2 separate regions of the Sus scrofa genome follow, and region 1 is linked to region 2. A link is a contact called in public HiChIP or PLAC-seq data. All regions are on one chromosome and are shown on one strand. The core of a region is the stretch at or near the end of the contact, and the rest is flanking DNA. Distances in the headings are between cores, read along the strand shown. Region 1 holds the start of FER1L5 (fer-1-like protein 5). Region 2 holds the start of COX5B (mitochondrial cytochrome c oxidase subunit Vb).

Region 1 (3,326 bases), core at 424-2,923, 330 kb before region 2:
ATTCTACATGCCACAGTATCATATATCACATGGTAAGTTTAGGGAAAAAATTCCTTACCCTGAAATATAACCAGGCCTAAGTAGGGTTACAATCAACCCATGGTTGGAGTTCCCATTATGGCTCAGTGCTTAAGTAAGGAACCCAAGTAGTACCCTTGAGGACTCGGGTTTGATCCCTGACCCCACTCAGTGGGTTAAGGATCCGGTGTTGCTGTGGCTGGGTTGTAAGCCGGCAGCTACACTTGTGACTTAACCCCTAGCCTGTGAACTTCCAGATGCCACGGGTGCGACCCCAAAAATACAAAAAAAAAATCAACCTATGGTGACAGTTCTGTAAGAAGCTAAGACAGAAACCAAGGTCTTGGGCATATATATATGCTCCTAAACAAGGTGACCCCAGTAAAAGTAAATTGAACTACCAAAAAGGTTACTGTTGCCAGTGCTGGAGCCAGGAACTCTGTCTGGACTAAAAGAATAAATCTAATCCTATGCGGCAATTTTTAAAAACTAACTCTTTGGTATTTTTCTTCACAATTTAAATAATGCTATTCAATTCCTCTTTCCACACGAGTCCTATTACCTAAGTGCAGTAGGCTGTTTGCCTTCCTTTGAATATCTTGCCTTCCTAACTCATTAGATGTCCTGAATGCAAGATGTCTACATACAGGCCTATCTGCTCGCTGCTTAACAGCAACGCCTGAATTTAACATCCAAGCCCCTCAGACAATCTCCCACAATAAAATCCTCTTTAATCCCCACCATCTGTTCCCTGTCCAATTAGGGCAATGGCAGCCCTTAAGAAAGAAGCCCAAACTCACATGGTACTTTCGTGCTGCCTCCGGGGAGTAACAAAGAGCATGCGGGTGGGGCGGGCACTACTGGCATCTGGGTGGGCACTCCAAGGCTTGGCATAGCTATGGTCCAGAAACACTAGGTCCAGCTCCCGCTCATGCACGAAAGCTGGAAGAGCAACGAGGTGCCCATGCGCCGCGCTGAGGTCTGGAAGTCCCTCTCCCCACCTCGGTGGGCCATGTCAGAAGAAGGGCAGCAGGTCAGAGAATGGCTATCTGCATGCTAGTCACCTGCAGTGAAAAGTTTCAGTTTTAGTCAATTCAGATGCTCTGAATCTCTTGCAGCCTATACTATCTAATGTGCTTACTTTTTTGACCTTCTATCATGTATAACTGAGGATCCATCAAATCACAGACCCTTGCCCATGTAGGGAGCGCTCCTAAGAGTCCTCAAAAGGCTATGGCACCATCTTCCTCTTCAATTTCTACAAAATTCGGTTCATTGGGAAGCTGAGGGACTCCAAGGTCTCACATGGACAAATACTAAATTTGCTTGGCCAGCATCAGTTTCCCCTGTGGCTGGCATGGGTTTGGGCAAACAAGAGGAATCAAAAATATTGATTCTTCCAAAGCTAAGGGTCTCCAGCTTCACACTATTCCCGGAAGCTTCACTGGGCCGCCTCCAGTCACAAAATAAGAGCATCCTGGGTAACAGCTGGGCAACGTGGGCTCCAAGGAGGCCCTCGAGGTCCCTTGTCTACGTTAAGCAAAAGTTTTGCAACTACTTCATAACGCTCTGGAGTTTTAAGACACAGACGAGAGCTCCTTCTCAAAGCCTGTAACAAAATGCTAAGCCAGGAAGACCCCCCCCCTCACCGTAGATGGGGTGGTCCCCCAGGAACGGCCCGCTACTCCAGGTACCCCGGGGGGTCCCACCCTTGAGCCTCAAAACCGCCACAGCTGGCAGGCAGGGCTTGTAATTCACACTTTACAGACGAAGGCGCCAGCTCAAGGAGACGGAGTGAATTGGCCAAGGTCACCGAGAGTTCGCGACGAGGAGGAGCCGCCAGGAACCCGCCTCCCGCCGGCCCGGGCCCAGCTCAGCTCCCGCGTCACGGCAACCCCAGTCCGCCCCCTGCCCCACACGGCCGTCTGACCCAGGCCGCCCGGGCCCCGGGCTCCAGCCCCCTGTCCCCGCATGACCGGAGAGTCCGGAGGTTCTCGCTGAGACCCCCGCCCGCCAGACCAGCGCCGCCACCGCCGGGGCCCGCCACCCCCTGCCAGGGCCGCGCCTCCCCTCACCCGCAGTCGTCGCGCCGCGCGCTCGGCCCGGGCCGGATCCCAGCGCGCGTGCGCGTTACCGCCTCCTCGCCCCGGAGCTCCGGGCACAGAGCGAAACGCGGAAGCGGATCACGGCCTGGGAAGGGAGGGGCGGTGAGCTGCAAAACCGGGAGAGGATGTAACTGCGCGGGAAGAGGAGCCCCGGGAACGCGTGCGGGTCTCTGCCGCTCACAGCGCGGAATTCCGAGTTTCGGCCTTCTGCATCTTCAGCAGGGAAAGCGAGGGCGAGAGAGGAGGCTGGCTTCTGCAGCGTCCGTTCTCAGTGACCGCCACGGTTGCTTTGCCAGGTCCCTAGCCAGGGCTGGGAGGGCGTGCAACCTACTTTCCGCTTCTCCCAGATCAGTCCCACCTAAGCGTGCAGTATTTACTTCAAATACTGTGCGCCTGAAACTAGCACAATGTTGTAAAGCAACTATACTTAAATGTAAAAAAAAGTTAGGAATTCCCTTGCGGCGAAGCGGGTTAAAGATCCGACGTTGTCACTGCAGCTGATCCGGTACTACTGTGGCGTGTGTTCCATCCCTGGCCAGGGGAACTTCTATGTGCCATGGGTGCGGCCAAAAAAAAAAAAAAAGAAGAAGAAGAAGAGATCACTTAAGCAACAACCACAATAAAAATAAGTGCGAAAATAAAAGAAGTGCTGTGTGCCTTAAACTGCTCTAAAAAATATATTAAACAATAGAATAAAAGAAAAATTTATCCAGGGCTTTGCGTAGATGTGTCCAGATCGCCCTAAGCAGTGCTGCTTAGACCTGGAGGTTTGGAATCTCAGCTCCTGCACCTAACTCCCTGCTTTTATGACCCCAGTGAGATCTCAGTGTACCCTCTTCATCTCTGAAAGTGCAAATACTTACTCACTGGGTGGCGGAGAGAATGATAAGAACAGAAATTTATAGAAAAAGATTTCCAGAGTGGGAATATGAGTGGAATCATGAAGATGAAGTCACCTAAGTTTGGGCTGAAAGGACCAGGCCACTGCAGAGAGATTGGAAAGGTTGCTAAGGACCTACAGAGAGAGAGTGAATGGACCAATTACAGCCCAACACCACTTTCTTTGGCCTACACGCTACTTTTTTAAAATTTTATTTCATCGCAAATATGTATTTAATTATTTACTGCAAATATTTAAATTTGGGAGATTTCATGCAAAAATCCAGATATACAGATCTCTTAAAAAATTGGAGACTGTGGCAG
Region 2 (3,528 bases), core at 517-3,016:
TGTTCCCAAGACCAGATGCTTTTTTTTCTAGCATTAAACATTTAAGCACAGGTACAAATCAACTACAGATTCTTGGGGAACATTGCTAGGACTTACAGCAATTCTTTTCCAATTTAATTTGGAGGGGTTGCAGTGAAGGTAAGGGTGAAGGGAGTAACAGCGGAAGCCATTCAAAGCAAAGCCCACCTTTAAAGAGGATCAAGTCATCTTTGGCCAGAAGTTGCCTTGTGACACAGCAGGTTAAGGACCTGGCATTGCTACAGCTGTAGCATAGGCCACCAGATCCCTGGCCTGGGAACTTCCACAAGACCAGGGAAAAAAAACAAAACCATCTTTGGCTTTACAGATGATTTTCTTCTTGATGGAGGGGCAGCCACAAAGACCAGCTGTGCTCATGTGAAGGAATGCTCCACCAGATCCTTTGGAAAATATAACCTGCACAGTACGAGTGGGAATACCTGGGATTTCAACCCTTCCCAATTTACCTCAAATTTACCTCAATGGGCCAGGAGAGGCCCTCAATACTGATTCTGTATATTCTCACCAAGAATTAAACTTACTAAAACTTACTTGATCCCATATGTCAGACCTCTGCAAGGCAGAGAATCCAAAGATGAATAGAGCAAAATTTCTGTTGTGAAAGAATTTTCTACCCAATAGGGAAAAAGATGCTGCATGCAGCCAGTCTGTAACAGGGCTACACCGACAGCAGGAACTAGTTCCTAGGAGCCCATCCATACAAGGCAGCGTTTACAGAAACTTGCACACCTCAGCTTGCGGGGCAATGGGGGCGGCTACAGAAGACATTTTCAGCTTTTAGGAGTTCTCTTGTGGTGCAGCAGGTTAAGGACCGAGCAGTACTACTGCAGCAGCCTGGGTCGCTCCTTTGGCATGGGTTCCATCCCTGGCCGGGGAACTTCCACATGCTGTAGACCCGGGCCAAAACCAAAAAACAGGCCAAAAAGTTTTCAGTTTTAAACAAGAGAACTCGCCCCAGTACGTTCTGGAGCTGGAGCTCCATTTCCCGTCACCAACTCCGCTTCCTGCTTCCCTCCCTTAACTTCTTAATTAACAGCCTCCCAATGCAACCACCCCTTTACCTTACCCCATATCATCAAGGGCCTGGCTCCCAGGAAGGGCCCACAATTTGACCGTCCCTTCCCCTGCCACCCCAGCCTCGCCTCAGGCCTGAACCTCATCACCTCAAAACCACCGTAACAAGAAGCTGACGTTAGGACTGCGGGGAGCTCCTGCTCAAGTTCTCCTAGGCTGGGTTACAAGTTCGCAGTGGCTCACAAACGGCCAGGTGAACCAGCACCACAACTAGCCTACTCCTAAATTTGGACCTTTTGGGATCCAGCAAGTATCTTGAGCGACGCAGGCTTAATGTTTTCCGTCAGCAGGCTCCACGTTTACTCGGCACAACTATCGGCTCCAGCGTGGTTTTCCATTGACCTGCGGGGCACTGAGTCCCACGGAAGTAAAACGAGTTGCACCAAATCCGAGCGTTACTAAAGGGCAAAGCCCCCAGAAGCCTGCAATTGAAACCGTGACCGCCTCCATGCCCTCGGGGCTGCAAGGCGGGGCAGTGAGGCACAGGTGCGCAAGCGCAGGCCTTGCCCCAACGCCCCCCCCGCCGCCCCGAGGAGTCACGTGAGGGGGGCGGTCTAGGGGCCGGAGGAAGCGGAAGGCGGACTCTGCGCAGAAAGCAGCCCTCCCCCGGAAGTCCCTGCACCTCAGGAGCCTGTTACCGGAAGTGCTGGTATTTGTAGCGGGCGTGATGGCTTCAAGGTTACTCCGTGGAGCTGGAGCGCTAGCCGCGCAGACCTTGAGGGCCCGAGGTCCCAATGGAGTCGCCGTTGTGCGGTCTATGGCATCTGGAGGTACTAGGCCCCCCCGGCGCGCCAGGGACCCGTGCCATTGCTCTCTCGGGGTGGTGGGGGCAGCGGGGCGGGGGACAGCCTTCAGTACCTCGCGGCCGCAGTGGCTGCCCCTTGGCCCCGAAGGCCTCAGGCTCCACAGGCGTCTCCCTGTTACCCTGGGCCGCCGTTGCTGCCGACCACCAGACTGACCCCGCTGCCAAAGAATCCTTAACTGAAATGCTAGATGACCTTGATGGGCAGGGATTGCAGCCAGGACATGGGGGGTGGGGCTAAGCCCCTCCTTAGACCCGCGCGTATCTCAAGTTGGATGTATTCCACTAGGACTCTGATTAACCTGCTTTTAGGAAAAAAATGTGTCGAAAAACGGCCTCCGTGGCCGAAGGAAGTGAAGATCACCCCATGTTGCCACTTTCGGGTATCATGACTCCGGTCTTTAGGGGACAATAAGCCCACTAAAACTATATGCAGCAGTTTGCGTATGTGCATTTTCCATCGTGATCATTTCAGACGACATGGTAATTACCATATTTTCTTCAGGTGGTGTTCCTACTGATGAGGAGCAGGCGACTGGGCTGGAGAGGGAGGTCATGATGGCCGCCCGCAAGGGACTGGTGAGGAGAAACTTTATATGTCTTCTTAGGAGTTTATGGTTTTGGATGGGATCAGAGTAGTCTCCTCTCTGGGCCTCACTGATCCTGGAAACCTGGCATGTGGGAACAATACCGCTAACCCCTAGAAGGTAGGAGTCATTTGGCATAATGGATTCTTATTTTGTCTTTTCAGGACCCATACAATATACTTGCCCCAAAGGCAGCCTCAGGTACCAAGGAAGACCCTAATTTAGTCCCCTCCATCACCAACAAGCGGATAGTGGGCTGCATCTGTAAGTACCTCAACACTATTTTCTTACCCATTTAATATAGCCCACTATACAGGTCTGTAAGCTCTTTCATATCTTGTGCTTTGTGTGTGTATAAATAAGTTGTTATAAGGGTCTTGGCCCTCTCATACCCCTCTGCTTGAGTAGGTGATCCTTACGGGAGAGAGGCCTGGAACATAAATAATATTGGTTCATTGAGAGTTCTTGTTGCGGCTTAGTGGGTTATGAACAAGACACTAATATCCATGAGGATGTGGGTTTGATCCCTGGCCTCGCTCAGTGGGTTAAGGATCTGGTGTTGGGGCTGTGGCATAGGCCAGCAGCTGCAGCTCTGATTTGACCCCTGGCCTGGGAACTTCTATATGCTGTTTTTATTAGGTGCAGCCCTAATAAAAAAAAAAAAAATAGCAAAAAAGAAAAAAATACTGCCTTATTGGAAAGGCAGTATGAGGAAGGAGTATTCATCTAGAAAGTGTTTATTGTATTTCTCCTTTGCTAGACACCCTGTTAGGCAGTGTCAGCCATAATTTTGTGTCTCAGAGGTGTCTGAAGAGAAGAGATTAATGTTGAAAGTCCCCTCTTCTAGGCTGGATAGCTTTCAACCACCTATGTTCTTTCAGGTGAAGAAGACAACAGTACTGTCATCTGGTTCTGGGTGCACAAAGGCGAGACCCAGCGATGCCCCAGCTGTGGAACCCATTATAAGCTGGTGTCGCACCAGCTGGCCCACTGAGCCCCTGCACTAACACACTCAAGATGCGCTGG

The links. HiChIP or PLAC-seq counts read pairs in DNA pulled down with a chosen protein or histone mark.
Region 1: an H3K27ac HiChIP or PLAC-seq map of alveolar macrophages shows a contact between it and region 2. The contact joins the promoter of FER1L5 here to the promoter of COX5B in region 2. A contact is called at or near these places in 1 of 47 Hi-C or Micro-C datasets (heart right ventricle) and 1 of 2 datasets of contacts at active chromatin or transcription factors (alveolar macrophages).

What each region holds. Positions count from the first base shown.
Region 1 is chr3:56,957,927-56,961,252 of Sscrofa11.1, reverse strand. It overlaps FER1L5 (fer-1-like protein 5), which reads left to right and starts at 1,673. Exons shown (of 55, transcript XM_021088398.1): 1 at 1,673-1,708; 2 at 1,953-2,225. The coding sequence starts at 1,673. It overlaps KANSL3 (KAT8 regulatory NSL complex subunit 3), which reads right to left and starts at 2,070. Exons shown (of 23, transcript XM_021087273.1): 1 at 1,728-2,070; 2 at 960-1,082; 3 at 819-957. The coding sequence starts at 1,032.
Region 2 is chr3:56,630,345-56,633,872 of Sscrofa11.1, reverse strand. It overlaps COX5B (mitochondrial cytochrome c oxidase subunit Vb), which reads left to right and starts at 1,766. Exons shown (of 4, transcript NM_001007517.1): 1 at 1,766-1,883; 2 at 2,421-2,494; 3 at 2,667-2,766; 4 at 3,384-3,528. The coding sequence starts at 1,781. The coding sequence ends at 3,496.